Linked DNA regions of Triticum aestivum: region 1 is linked to region 2. A link is a contact called in public Hi-C data. All regions are on one chromosome and are shown on one strand. Each heading gives the region's core, a stretch centred on a gene start, on an enhancer-like site or on the middle of the called end of the contact. The rest is flanking DNA. Distances are from core to core; before and after follow the strand shown.

What was found. A called contact is a pair of places that touch in the nucleus more often than the background predicts.
Region 1: a contact with region 2 is called in a Hi-C map of leaf, with 4 times the contacts expected there. The contact joins the promoter of LOC123074662 here to the promoter of LOC123074660 in region 2. A contact is called at or near these places in 1 of 5 Hi-C or Micro-C datasets (leaf) and 1 of 1 datasets of contacts at active chromatin or transcription factors (leaf).

Annotation. Positions count from the first base shown.
Region 1 is chr3D:359,904,508-359,910,968 of IWGSC CS RefSeq v2.1, forward strand. It overlaps LOC123074662 (mitogen-activated protein kinase kinase kinase 17), which reads right to left and starts at 2,126. Exons shown (of 1, transcript XM_044497444.1): 1 at 608-2,126. The coding sequence starts at 1,999. The coding sequence ends at 623.
Region 2 is chr3D:359,508,500-359,515,568 of IWGSC CS RefSeq v2.1, forward strand. It overlaps LOC123074660 (membrane protein PM19L), which reads right to left and starts at 5,635. Exons shown (of 4, transcript XM_044497443.1): 1 at 5,397-5,635; 2 at 4,788-5,007; 3 at 4,626-4,671; 4 at 4,118-4,496. The coding sequence starts at 5,523. The coding sequence ends at 4,419.

The sequences.
Region 1 (6,461 bases), core at 876-3,375, 390 kb after region 2:
GCCGGCCGCCCGGCCCCATGTCCAGAGGCCAGAGGTGCATGGCGATGCGCCGCTCGCTAGAAGATAGTACAGGTTTCTCCCGGGGCGGTGGCTTGGGCGGCTGGGACCCCGGGGCGGCGGGCAGAGGCATATATCCCATTTTCCCTGACCCCTATCGCGAATTAAAAGGAGCGGGTACGGCTTCCTTCTTTTCTTTTCTTTTCTTTTCTCCCCCTTTGCTTGAGCGGACGCCCGCGCCGCCGTCGCTGGCTTTCCCACTCGGGAGGGGAGGGGAGGCTTTCTTCTTGCCGCGCCATTCATTCATTAATCAAGTGGAGGCGTACGCACGAGATGGCGTGGGCTGACGCCGGCACCTCCAAGTCGGCCCGCCCGTTTCGTGGCCGAGAGGCCGAGACGATCCGGCCGTGTCCACCTGTGATGGAAGATGGAATTCTTTGGCATGGGATAAACCGCACGCTTCGTCCAACGTCTAGCTTCGCTTCTCTGCGGAAGGAAACAGTCATTTTGTGGGTTTTCTTTCCCTGCCGTGCTATCCCAGGCAAAAGCAATGCTCTTCTCTATTGCGTGGTTACTTATCTGCTACTGTAGTACTGTAGTTGTGTAAGTTGTAGGAAGATTTTTGTTATGAGTTGGAGTGTAAAGAGGGAGACGCACTGTGTTCTCCACGCACGGGTAGAAATTCAGTACGTAGTCTATCAGAACGGCACAGCAAGATTTGTGGAAAACGAAACTTTTCTATTGCAACGATTCGATTATTACAGGGTACATGTGATGATGAAAGTAGTACATCTCTATCCGAGCTCGGACGCACTTCGATCTGGCGGTCCACTAAAGGATCAGCGGCTAGGATGATATCGTCGCCGAAAGGTTCATCCTCTGCGTCCAATTCATGTTCATCACTCGAAAGGGTGCCGACGACAGCTACGTCTTCAGCTGGCACCGCCGGGGACCCGAGCACTTTGCTTGGCGCCCTGCTGGACACATCAGCCGGCCCCTTGGTTGCTGGTGAATCGCAAGCTTCACACTGCTCGCCGAGCACGTCCATCCAGCCTTCGTCGGAATCCCAGTCCGGCAAGACGGAGCACGCCAATGACTTGATCCTCTCGCACGGGCTCTCTGAAACCTCCTCCTCCTCCTCTTCCTCTTCGGTCTCCGATTCCCAGAATGCGGCGTCAAGCGTGCTCTTGGGAGACACCCACCTGGCCTTGGCCTCTCCTGCCTGCAATGCCACGAACGGGTGCTCCAGGAGCTGCGCCGCCGTGCACCGGTCGCGGGCGTTCCTCGCGAAGCACATGGCGAGGAAGCTCTTCGCCTCCGCTGAGAGCCACGCGGGCACCTCCGGCACGGCGTCCGTGTACCCGATCCGGTGGACAGCGGCAAGGACGTTATCCATCTTGCCCCATGGCGCGCGCCCGGTGGCCATCTCGACGACCGTGCAGCCGAGAGCCCACACGTCGGCGGCCGGGCCCTGCTCCTCCCCTCGGGCCACCTCCGGGGCCATGAACGCCGGCGTGCCTCCGATCGGCCCCGCCGCGCCGAGGGCCCTCGCGCACCCGAAGTCGGCGATCTTGGCGCGCCCGTCGGCGCCGATCACCACGTTCCTCGACTTGACGTCGCCGTGCACGAGCGACTTGCCGTGGATGTATGCCAGGCCGCGCAGGACGTCCGCCGCGTACGCCCGGATGGCGCGCTCCTCCAGGCGGCCCCCATTCCTGGCGGCCTCGTCGGCGAGCGAGCCGCCGGGGGCGAACTCGAGGAAGAGGTGGTAGGAGCCGTCGCGGTCGCCACCGCCGCCGATGCAGCCGACGACGTGCGGCGAGCAGAGCGCGGAGAGGATCCCCTGCTCCCGGCTCAGCTGCGCCGCGTCCGCCGCGCGCACGGACTTGACCGCGAACAGCTCCCCCGACGCGGCGTCGGCCGCCAGCGACACCACGGCCCCCGACGCGCCGCAGCCGAGCGTCCGCAGCCGCGTCCAGTGCCCGCTCACGGCGATCGCCATTCTTGCTTGTCTGTGTGGTGGTGAGCCGGTGATCTTCTTGTTGTTCTTTTTGTTTGGTATGCGTTGGGTTTGGGTGGCCTGTGGTTGCGCGCGTTTATATATCCATGGAATGGAAGCAAGGGGGTTAGGAGGGGAAGGGGAAGGGGAAGACGACTTGGAGCTAATTGGGTGGGGATTAGATTAGGGGGCCGATCGGGGTGGCGGGGAAGGTGTTTGGTGTGTGTCAATGCCCAACTTGGCGAGGCACAAAGCGTGGCTTGTGCGTTCTACCCACGCGCGGCAATTGGACGCTGTTTCCTTTTTCATCTTTTTTCCGCGTGTTTGTGTGGGTGGGAACGCGCGGCGGCTCATGCGGTCAATCAACCGACGGGCGCCCGCGCCTGACGCTCGCTCGCTCGCTGCACATGCCGCCGTCAAATGCATCCATCTCCTCTCCGCCAGTCGCCACCAACGGCAGGCACTTGGCGCATGGATCCCACTGTCATTGTTATTTTTGCCCACTGAGAGCGAATCAATCTCCTCGCAGTATTGTTTTTGTGGCGGTGCAGCAATACAATATGCTCTCCTTTGTGTGAGGCCAGAAAATACAATATGCTCTCTGCGTTCCGCGTGTTTTTTCAGAAAACTGAGAACGAGGAACACGAGATTGGAAAGCCGCCAGGGCGATCCTGCTCTGCGTTCTATAACGGGGGGAGGTACTGCTCGTGATTTTCGTGTGATTAAATGGGATTCACGAGCGTCAGTACAGAGCAAGAATAGACTCTTATTTTTTGAGCCAAAATAGATGCAAGTACCAGTACTACACATGTGAAGCACGAGCGTGGTTAGTGCATTAGGGCGTGTCTGTCAGGTCAGCTGCGCGATGCGACGGCCTCCCCTACTCTAATTAATCCGCGGCTGGCGCCGGTTGAGGTCGTTAATTCCGGGCCAGTTGAGCTCATCAGCTCAGCCGTGCCCGCCCACTTAAATCAGCGGTACCGTGCCGCCGCACCGGTCAAGATTGGACGTGCAACGCCCGCCTTCTCGGTCAGAGACGATCGGATCAACTGCCGAGAAAGCAAAACGCCGCGACACCGGTGGCTGGTGATTCGGCTCGCATCGGAGGGAAGAACTCCATTCTTTCCTCTGTGTAGTTAATAACAATCGTGTAAGCGTGTCAGAAGGGGAGGTCAACGCGTGCGCCCAAAAGGGGCTTTGGGCTTTGGGTGCATGCTTTGACATTGTGGCCTGTGAGTCTGCAACAGAGTAATGATATTTCATCGGAGTAAGGACAGGTTTGCTCCACCAAACCTACCGTTGAAACTTGGTGGGTAGGAGTACTTGACCTCCACGGTCACACTACTATGCACTCAGCAATATCCTACTGTAATTAATTCTGCGGTAGACCGGGAAAAATTCAAATTTGGATCAGGATTCAAAGATAAGAACGGAGATCTCAACAATGTGACCGACTCCTCCTAGAGTTGGTGCCTTTCACCCACCTCTGTTTATAGCCATGTACTGTACGTACATTGCAGCAGTGCATTCAACCGCTGTCACCGATCGAGGCTGTGCAAATTGCCAATGCACTCGGCCACTGTCTGCTAGTGCCAATGCCAATTGCCAGTAGGAGCAGCAGTAGTAGTTCCATCCAGGCTGTCTGTGCAAAACACTGTTTACATATCTTATCCTCTGTTCCTAGCCGGCTCCTCATTCTCCGCGATGCATGGTTCGGGCTTGATCGTGCAGAGCCGGCTGATTCCCTGTCGCCCGACCGAAAAGGGAAACCCCAGCTCGCACACTGGCATGGTGGCATGGTGAGTGCCACGGCATTCCTGCGGCGGCCGGCCGAAAAGGACCAGACCGGGCCGCAACGGACCGGCAAACTGGGATATGCGTCAGATGCACCGCTCCTTCCATTCCGCGGCGGGCATGGAGATGCTCGACGCCTCGCATTGCCGGCGCCCTGTCGGTCCCCGTCCCTCTCTCCCTGTTGCTCGATCCATCTGGAGCGGCGGTGGTGGGACGCGTCGGACGGACGTGCGTGCGTGCGCCCCAGCACGGCGCAAACTGGCAAGCTGGCGAGTGGACGCACATCCGATTCATCCACTCCGTCGCAAAGCGGCGGAGAACACGTATGACATGGTCACCACGCACACGGAGCTCCTCAGCATGCCGCTGATTCGGATCGAATCACAATCAGGCGCCGGATCCTGTTCGGCGGCAGCTCGCGCCGGTCGGTTTGGCCCCAGACCGCGCATGTCGGCGGTGGCACATGCGATGCCCGCACGTTGCGAACGCGTTAGATCTGGAGTGAGGCAGGCACGCGAACCTACCAATATCTGGAGATCTGCGAGAAGAGAGCTCACGTTGCTGCGCCGAACCAGGTCAATACGCGCCAGAATGCAGGCAGCTGCGCAAGTCAAGTGTTTGGTACGGTCTATGCTTATACTACAAAGTCTTCATACTGGTGTTAGTAGCCTCACCATCCTAGTATGATTACATTAGACTGCACATGATCACATTAGCCATTTCTTCCAGAATTCCAAGGCTAGCTGTTCCACTGGCCATTTGTTAAACCATGCGCCAGTTGGAACTATGCTACTACTATTCCTTTTGGTTGAACCAGCTCTAGGTCTGGAGCAGGTCAACCGTTTTCACATTTTCTTATACTTGGTCATATGCATCCGAAGAAAGAACGAACTGACGAGTGATGATTTCTGTCTTTTTACCCCGTTTCTGTTTGACCGACGTGTCCACGAACATGGATGTGAGGAGGTTGTTGACAGAGCATCGCACGAGATAGGAGACGGAGCATGTCTCGGGGGTTTATCAGTCGAAACGACGTGATTTGATTTCAGGCAGACACATTAAGAAAGTGATGAATCATTGACACACAGATGCTCTGAACCATGCCATATGCTATGGAAGAGAGACGCAGGAACCTGGAACCGAACCCTATCCTCTAAAACCAGCCAGGTCGCATGCTAGAAAAGTGTCACGGTTAAACAAACCCATCTGTGTTGAGTGACGGTGCACCCACCATCTGGGAACCGTCCTTTGCAGGCTGCAGCTGTAAAGAGACCACAAACCTGCAACAGTGCCTTAACTTGGACAAATATACCATTTCGCTTCATATTCAGTGTGCCGTGGTGTGGTTTATCGCGCAAGGAGCCAAGTGTTGAATACTATCTACTGCGACGGGAAATCTGACAGCGGAGATAGCATTTTTTCTACTTGGATAGGATGAGAGGAGCACAATTGTGCGTTTGCTTTTCAGTTATTATTTGTCCAAGAGTGCAGATTTCAGTATGAGTCGGGCCCAATCAAGAGGCTTTGAGAATACAAAAATGTTGACGATACCGCTTTGCTTTTGTTTTCAACTTGAAGAATCAGTTGCGAGTTACCCTTTTGCTCTCTTATATCATGAACAAATGATAGATTATGTTGATCCCTGCTAAAGGCAACTTGAACACTTCGCTTTTTTGTTGCGCATGTCGAAAGACAAGGAAATGCACAGCCTTGACACTTTCTACCACCACTTATTAATTTGTCGGAGATTCAAGCAAGACTTGAAGATGGCCTTCAACTTCCCAATCGTCGTCAGCCAGGCGTTGACTGACGTTGCCGACTGGCTGGGCTTTAGCAGCTGTAGTGGAGTCAACGTCTAATCTAAAGAAAAATAGTAGAAGAGACAACCAAAAAGATATCATTAAAAAGTCAATGCCTCAATGAAACGCTAATGGAGGCTGACATGTATCGGCCGGCGGTGGGCTTGATGGCCAGCTACTTTTCAGGCTTGAATACAAGAATTGGCAACTTGGTAGGGTACTTAGGGTTATGGCCTTCGGTTAGTACGTAAGGCCGTCCTGATTGCAATAGAAATATCGTCTCGGCCTAACTCAGTCGGTTGCTGGCTCGGTAGTCAATCGCATGCCTGGACAAAAGGCCGCTGGATAACGGGATAAGGCATCTAGGATTCTTGGCTGGGAACTGAACCCTTGAGGGTCTGGCAGCTGAGCAGCTGGTCACTTTTGGTTGAGCAGAAGCGCTAGTTATTTTACCTCATCAGTCAGGTCAGTGTGTAAGAGCATCTTCAACGGCACGCCGCGCGTAAAAAATGCATTTGCCGCGCGCCGTTCGTCTGGTTTGGCGCGGCCGGCAGCGGTGGCTCCAGCAGACGCGTCAAAATTGAACGCGCGCGCGTAGCTCCAGCGGCCGCGCTAAAATGCAGCGCGCGCTAAACAGTGCGTATATTTTTTTTAAATAAAAATTCATAGATAGAAAAAACGACACATAGATATTTTACATAGTTCCATAGCATAGATAGATAAAAACTATTTAGATAGTGCAAGGACATAGATAAAAAACTACTAGTGCAGCTACAGCCTACTCCCAGTCGTCGTCGTCATCGTCATCGTCGCCATCCTCGCTGGTCTGATCCGAGGTATCGAGCTACATGTCTTCCCAACGATCATCATTA
Region 2 (7,069 bases), core at 4,385-6,884:
TTTGCTTTTTTGCTTTGCTTGCCAATTATTTTAAAGTACCAAAATACCTTATTGCTATTTTTGTTTGTCTTGCTATCATGGCTAGTTCTTCACTCGCCGTCTCTAAGCCCGAGCTAGAAGTTCTTAATTTTAAACCAAGGGGCGAAGAAAGTTTAATAGATGCGCGGTATAGAATTTGTGATGCTCAAAATAGATCTACTAATAAACAATCTACCACAATACTCCTTAGAAATTTCTATATTGGTGTTACTACTTGTATAGGTTTGTTCTTGATGCTATCACTAGAGGAAATTTCTAAAATAGTCATACTTCGGATGCTTTTAATGCTATGGGAAGTTTAGTTGGATTTCCACCGATTAAGGTTAATGAAACTGAAATAACTTTAGAAGACCTTATCCAAAAATTGGATATTTATCAAAAATAAAATGCCAACTCGTCAACAATTAGAAGAACTGGATAAAAAGGTGCATAATCAAGTTACTAAGTTAGGCTCTACAGTAGGAAATGCTTTGGAATTATTAAAGGAAAAAGAACCAATTACTGATAGAGTAGAACAAAGTTCCACTAAAATTGATAAATTGAAAGAAGTTATAAATGTCTTGGGTTCAGCTTTTTCTTCCACAAAAACTAGTGAGGAAGCTTCTACAAATAAGAATTTGAAATTCACTTATGTGTCTAAGGTTCCTAGGCCAAACTTGGGTGCTTCTTCTAGTAAAGAAAAGGGAGATTTAAAGATGATAACTGTGCACCCAACTTTTAGAAGATAAAAATGAACATGCCTTTGACACTAATTTTTTTGACTTTGTGCCTACAAGTGTTATGACTAATAAAATGTTTGGCAATCCTCCTAAGAAATCAAGTTGCCTTATTGAAGAATTAAATGATGATAAAACTTGATACATTTGCATTATGTCTAGCTAAGAGCATTAAACAGTAGCGCTTGTTGGGAGACAACCCAATATGTATCTTTTTATTTCTTGTTCAGTATAGTGGGTCAACATAATGAATTCTATTGTAATAATTATGTTTGTATCTTTTCTTTTGCTTTGTGCCCCAAGTTAAGCCTTTGGAATGTTGCAAATGCATATTTTATTACCTTCATTTATATATATCTGAAATGGGAACATAATTCATTAAATTAAGAAAAAAGGCTAATCACTCGGTTGAAAAATACTGATGCAATGTACGAAAAATATTCATTCAATGTAAAACAATGATGTCTGCGCTTTTAGAATATATTCTTAACATTATAATTTTTTAATATAATGTAAAAAAATTCACATATTTAAAAAGAATATGTTGTACCGTTCAAGAAAAGTATTTATGCAACGTAAAATAAAATGTTTATACAATGCAAAAAAGATGTTCGTCAGGTTTTATAGGTTTTGTACTAATGGCAAAAATGTTCGTGACATTTTCAAAACATGTTTATACATTGAAAATAAATGTTTCTTGTAATTTCGAAACAAGTTACACACCATTCAGAATAATAGTCATGACATTAAAATAATGTTCCCGTGCTTCGGAAAAATACTCATGGTATTAAGAAATGCTCATGTAGTTTAAGAAAATGTTTCCTATGATTCAAAAATAAGGTTCAATGCATATATATGAATATGTTTAATATTTTATAAAATTTATTCCAAACATATATCTAGAAAAGTTTAGTCATGTATTCTGAAAAATATTCAATGTGTAAGAAAATATAAGAAAAACTGAAGAAAACAGGTAAAGGACCATAGAGACAAAAAATGAAAGAAGAGGACTAAACCCAAAATAAATCGTGCACAAAAAAATAAAAAAATCGAACGTTAAAAAGAAAACCACAGCAAAGCACACCAGACCGAAAAAAACTCGGTGCACCAAAGGAAGAACGAAATTTCGTCCGCGCATGAAAAAAAGGGAGTTGCGGCAGGCCCGTTCGCGAGATCGTCTGTCTCGTATGAGCGAGAGATAACCATGGTGATATATCATTCCAAATGAGGCGATATATACCTCTCTTTGCATTTTATTGTTTTTTCTTTCGTTTTCTTATTTTCTTTCGCACCATTAAAAATCGTACAAAAAAAATTCAATTCAAATTTTGATTAATTCAATAAATGTTTTGGACTTGAAAAATGTCCCCGAATTGAAAAAGAATGTTCGTGAATTTACAAATTGTTTGTGTGCTTTAAAAGATGCCCACGAAATTATAATAAAGTTCGTGGATTGATAAAAAATTCGCGAACAATTTCTGAAATGTCTGTGGTTTTTATAAAATGGGAACATTTTCTGATTTTTTTTAAATCAAGAACATTTTTTGAAAAATTAAACATTCGAATTGAAATTAGAAAAATAAAAGATAAGTAATGAAGAACCAAATCGAAAAACAGAAACAAAAGTACACTGAAAAAACAAAAGGAAAAAGGAAACTGAAAACTCGGAAAGGTAAGAACCTTTTTTGATGGGTGAATTCTATTTAGCGCATTGGTCAGGGGATAGCTACCTGACGCGTAACCAAGACCTGCGAGATTTGTTGTAACTGGGCTGGCCCATTCCTGTTTTTCCTCCCCACCGATTTTTCGAAGGTTTTCTTCCCTTTTTTTCATATCCGCGGACAATTTTAATATTAAGTTTTTTTAAATTTTTAGACATTTTTAAATTTTTTAGTAACTTCCGAAATATACAGCGTTTTTTTAATTTATGAACATTTTGCTAAGGCGACATTTTTTGAATTTGTAAATATTTTTAGAATTCGGAGCATTTATTGAAATAAATTTTTTTAAATTTTTAATTTTATTTTTAATCCTTAAACATTTTGAAAATTGGTCAAAGTTTTTGAAATTAGGAATATTTTTTCAAATTCATATATAATTTTGAAAAATGGAACATTTTTCAAATTCGTGGGTATTTATTAAATTTGGAACAATTTCAAATTCGTGATTTTTTTGACATATAGGAACATTGTTCAAATATGTGATGAGATTCAGGACATTTTTTAATTCAGAACGTGTTTTGAAACTTGGGAACATTTTTATATAAACAATCAATTTTTACAAATTCGTTTTTTAACATTGTATGATATCCAGAACGGCCTTTTAGAATTCGAGAGTCGCGAACTTTTTTCCGAAGGTAACAAAGAAAAAATAATTAATAGAAAAAATAACTGGGGCGCCCCGTCACGTACATGGGTCGTCCCAAAGCGCGTACATGCAAATGCGCGGGGGGGGGGGGGGGGGGGGGGGGGGGTTGCTCACTAAGCACCACCGCAGACTGCATGGATAGGAGGTCCCTTGTACTGCCCCCGTTTCTAAATATTTGTCTTTTTAGAGATCTCAAATGGACTACCACATACGGATATATATAGACATATTTTAGAGTGTAGATTTACTCATTTTGCTTCGTATGTAGTCACTTGTTGAAATGTCTAAAAAGACAAATATTTAGGAATGGAGGGAGTAAATGGTTCCTAAAACCGGTGACACTCTCAGTTCGCTTAATCTCTAATGGGCCAGCCCATCTAACTACGCAGGTGGGCGATCGGAGACTTAACAGTTGCTACGAGTGATACACAACAATTGTGTTGGCAATGAGCGATAAGTTGGTTGCTTGGATCTGTCCCAATAGCCGACGAGACATGCGCCAGATAAACACCCTAAACCCCAAAACAGTGCATCATGCTAATACTTTTTTTCAGTTTGACTAATTCACATCTATATTTTTTTAAGGATGTCACATCTAAGCTCCCACAAATATATAATGCAGCAACAAGAAACAAAAAAAAACTAGGACAAAAAAAAAGACCACAAACAGAGTGAACATCAGCTTAGATGTGACATAACCCTATTCTTTTTCGTAATGTAGTGTGCATAGATTTTTTAAAAGTCAACCTTTGCAAACTTTGAACAAGTTTACAGAGAAAATTACGATATGCACAACACCAAATATATCAAATATGAAGTTATATTTTATGATGAATCTAATGATATATGTTTGGCTTTCTAGATGTAAATGTTTTTCTCGACAAACTTGACCAACGTTTGTGGGGTTTGATTTTTTAAGAAAAATCTGCATGCACTACATTATGAACGGAGGGGGTAACTAATATTAACAATTTTCCGTAGAAAAGACGATATACTCAAATCAAATGAATATAATAGCTTCGTATTTGGTTCCCAATCAACAAATCACGCGGAAATCTGAACACGCATCTAACGCTTATACACACACAACGTACAGATACACACACACTCACACATGCACAGTGCATTTCCGTCTCAGCAATAAACACACGATACACAAGTTTTAATACCACATCAAAGATGTACACATGCAACCAGTGCTCGGCTAGTTGTAGTTGATATATCGGCATTGAATCATCACGCTTGGAAGCAAATATTCCATCGGCAATCGATCTCTTGCCCACTTGAGCTGGCCCTTCACCTCCCTCCGTGTATGGCGAGTATGTAGAAGAGCTGCGTCCCCGAGAGTATGATGGTGAAAGCCTCCATGGTTATCTACAAGACAATCCAAACCAACACAAACAGTCATTAATGATTATATCGTGTCACATCAGTAGTCACAAACTTACAACTTGATTCCCTACTAGTGCTGATCAAATTAAACAGTGCGTCTGTCGGTCTTACCAGTCTAGCATTCCTGCCGTTCAGGTCAATCTCCTTGACTGCCAATCTGGAGAATCAGAAGGTGCCAAAGAGGATTAAAAATAAGTCAGGCAAAACGTTACATATGCACGCATAGAAAGAGAGTTGGGAGTGGTACGTAGAAGTGGTCATACTACAACATACCCCATGGCGAGCAGCGTGAGCATCCAGGCGATGAACGCAGAGGAGGCTGCCGCCGGCAGGCTCTCGTGGCTCCACGCCCGGACATGGTGGAATCCGGCAAGCGCCGCCCCCATGCCGACCACGCTGGCAATCACGGCGAAGATGACGAAGAACCCAGTCGCCGCGTTCCCTATCGGGAAGTAGATCGGAGAGAAGTGTGACGGCAGCTCCAGCCCGGAACCTGTATATAACAACATACATACGCTCAGGCCTCTTTTGGTTTGGAGGAATCATGTAGGAATTTCATAGGATAGGATTTTTGTAGAAAATTTTTTTAGAGCCCTTCGGTTTGTAGGAATGTAATCCTATTTCTATGCAGGAATTCTTCCTATCTTCCATATTTCATAGGAAAATAAACATTAGCCTAGACTCAAAAATCTTATGATGTGAATCAAAGGGCATCTTCTTTCCTATTCCTACTCATAGGATTTGAGATACATGTCATCTCATTTTCTATGACTTTCTTATTTCTACAATTTTCCTATCCTATGAACCAAAGGATGCTTCAGCTCAAGGAATTAACACAAGATAATGCACCAGGAGTATGCACTACCGGTCAGCAGTACGTACCTATGAAGAAGCCGTTGTTGATGGCGAAGTTGATGGCCCAGCCCCCGACCGCGGCGACGATGAGGTACATGCAGAAGTTGAGCATCAGGAGGAAGCCGGCCACCGGCTTCAGCCCCGCGTTCGCCATGTGTGCGTGCGTGCTCCTAGCTGCGAACGCTTCGACCGATCAGAGGCTGGGCTCTACTTCTTCTTCTACTAGTCAGTATTAGTATTTCAGGCGGCTTAAGGATTGCATCGGCGGCTGCACCTTATATATAGACACAGGGCGTGCGCACGAACGATCGACGGGAAAATCCAGGCTAGATTTGTTCCTTGCTTCCCTCGGCTGCATGGACAGCCGATTGCGTGCTTGTGGAGGCTGGGTTACGTCAAGTTTGTGACAAACTTGATGCTTAAGGCAGCCGTCCCCGCGGTCTGGGGCATTCGGCCTCTCGACCTGTCAGAGATTCGATCCGTTGGCCTCGAGGATAAAATGACGGCTGGCTGGACAGTGGATACCTTTCCTTGCCGGACATGCATACTATATGCATCGACCCTTTTGGTTCAGTTTAGTTTAGTTCCCGCGCTTTATTGCTTTACAGCCGTGGAACGCAGCTTTGGCCGTCGTCTCTTGGTATGATGCTGCGTGCAACACAAGTCTGGTAGATGCCAAATACTACGTAGTACTCCCTCCATTCCACAATGTAGTGCTTCCTCTATCTCCGTGCTTCAACTTTGACCGTAAATTTAACTACCAAGACCGATTGCGGCGGGAGCAAAAATTATATCAGTGAGTTCGTATTCGAAAGAAGTTTTTAATTATGTAATTTTTTCACCTGCCGCAGTCGGTCTCGTTCGTTAAATTTATGGTCAAAGTTCGACCTCGGGAAGCGCGGGCGCACTATATTTTGGAATGGAGGGAGTAATAAAGAAAAGGAAACATATGATTGCGTCTTGGGCCACTGGATCACAAGATGGACGGCTAGGATGTCCGGTTAAGAGCACGATTGCAAGCCTAAAATCGATTGCGGACATGAAGGAATTTGGTGAACCCCTTCTCTCCGCCCAATCCCCTCAAATCTCACCCCATCCCTCTAATCCCCAAATAGTTTTTTGGATGAGAGAGATTATTGCATCTAATTTTTATGGCAAATCAACGTAACGATCAAGAAAAGGAATTGCTTCCTCTTCCGCACTATGTCAAGCTGAATGTGGATGCATGTTTTGATGATGAGATGCTAAGAAGAACCACTGGGGCTGTTACAGCCGGTGGAAGTTTATTGTTGTAGGTAATAGCATAATTGAGTGGTGTTCAGATGTATTGTCTGCGGAGACCATGGCACTGAAATATGGTTTATCCTTTTTTTTGCCGGGGGATATGCTTTATCCCTTGTACAATCTATTGGTTGTAACAAACTAGTGGTTAACTTAGACAACATGGATGTCATTAACACAATGAAGTAGGGAGCAAATCTTGCAGGAGCCCCAGCACCTATCTTCGATCATTGCTATCATATGTCATGTGATTTCCTCATATAATTTTTGAACTTTTCCCAGGAGAGGCAAACTCAGTAGCTCATGAGTTAGCTAGCTTAGCGATATTTTCTCCCACTAATGTCTGGATGGATGAACCTTCTACTTCTATTTCTCCTTTGACTGTAAATGATGTAACACTTATTACAAATGAATGAGAG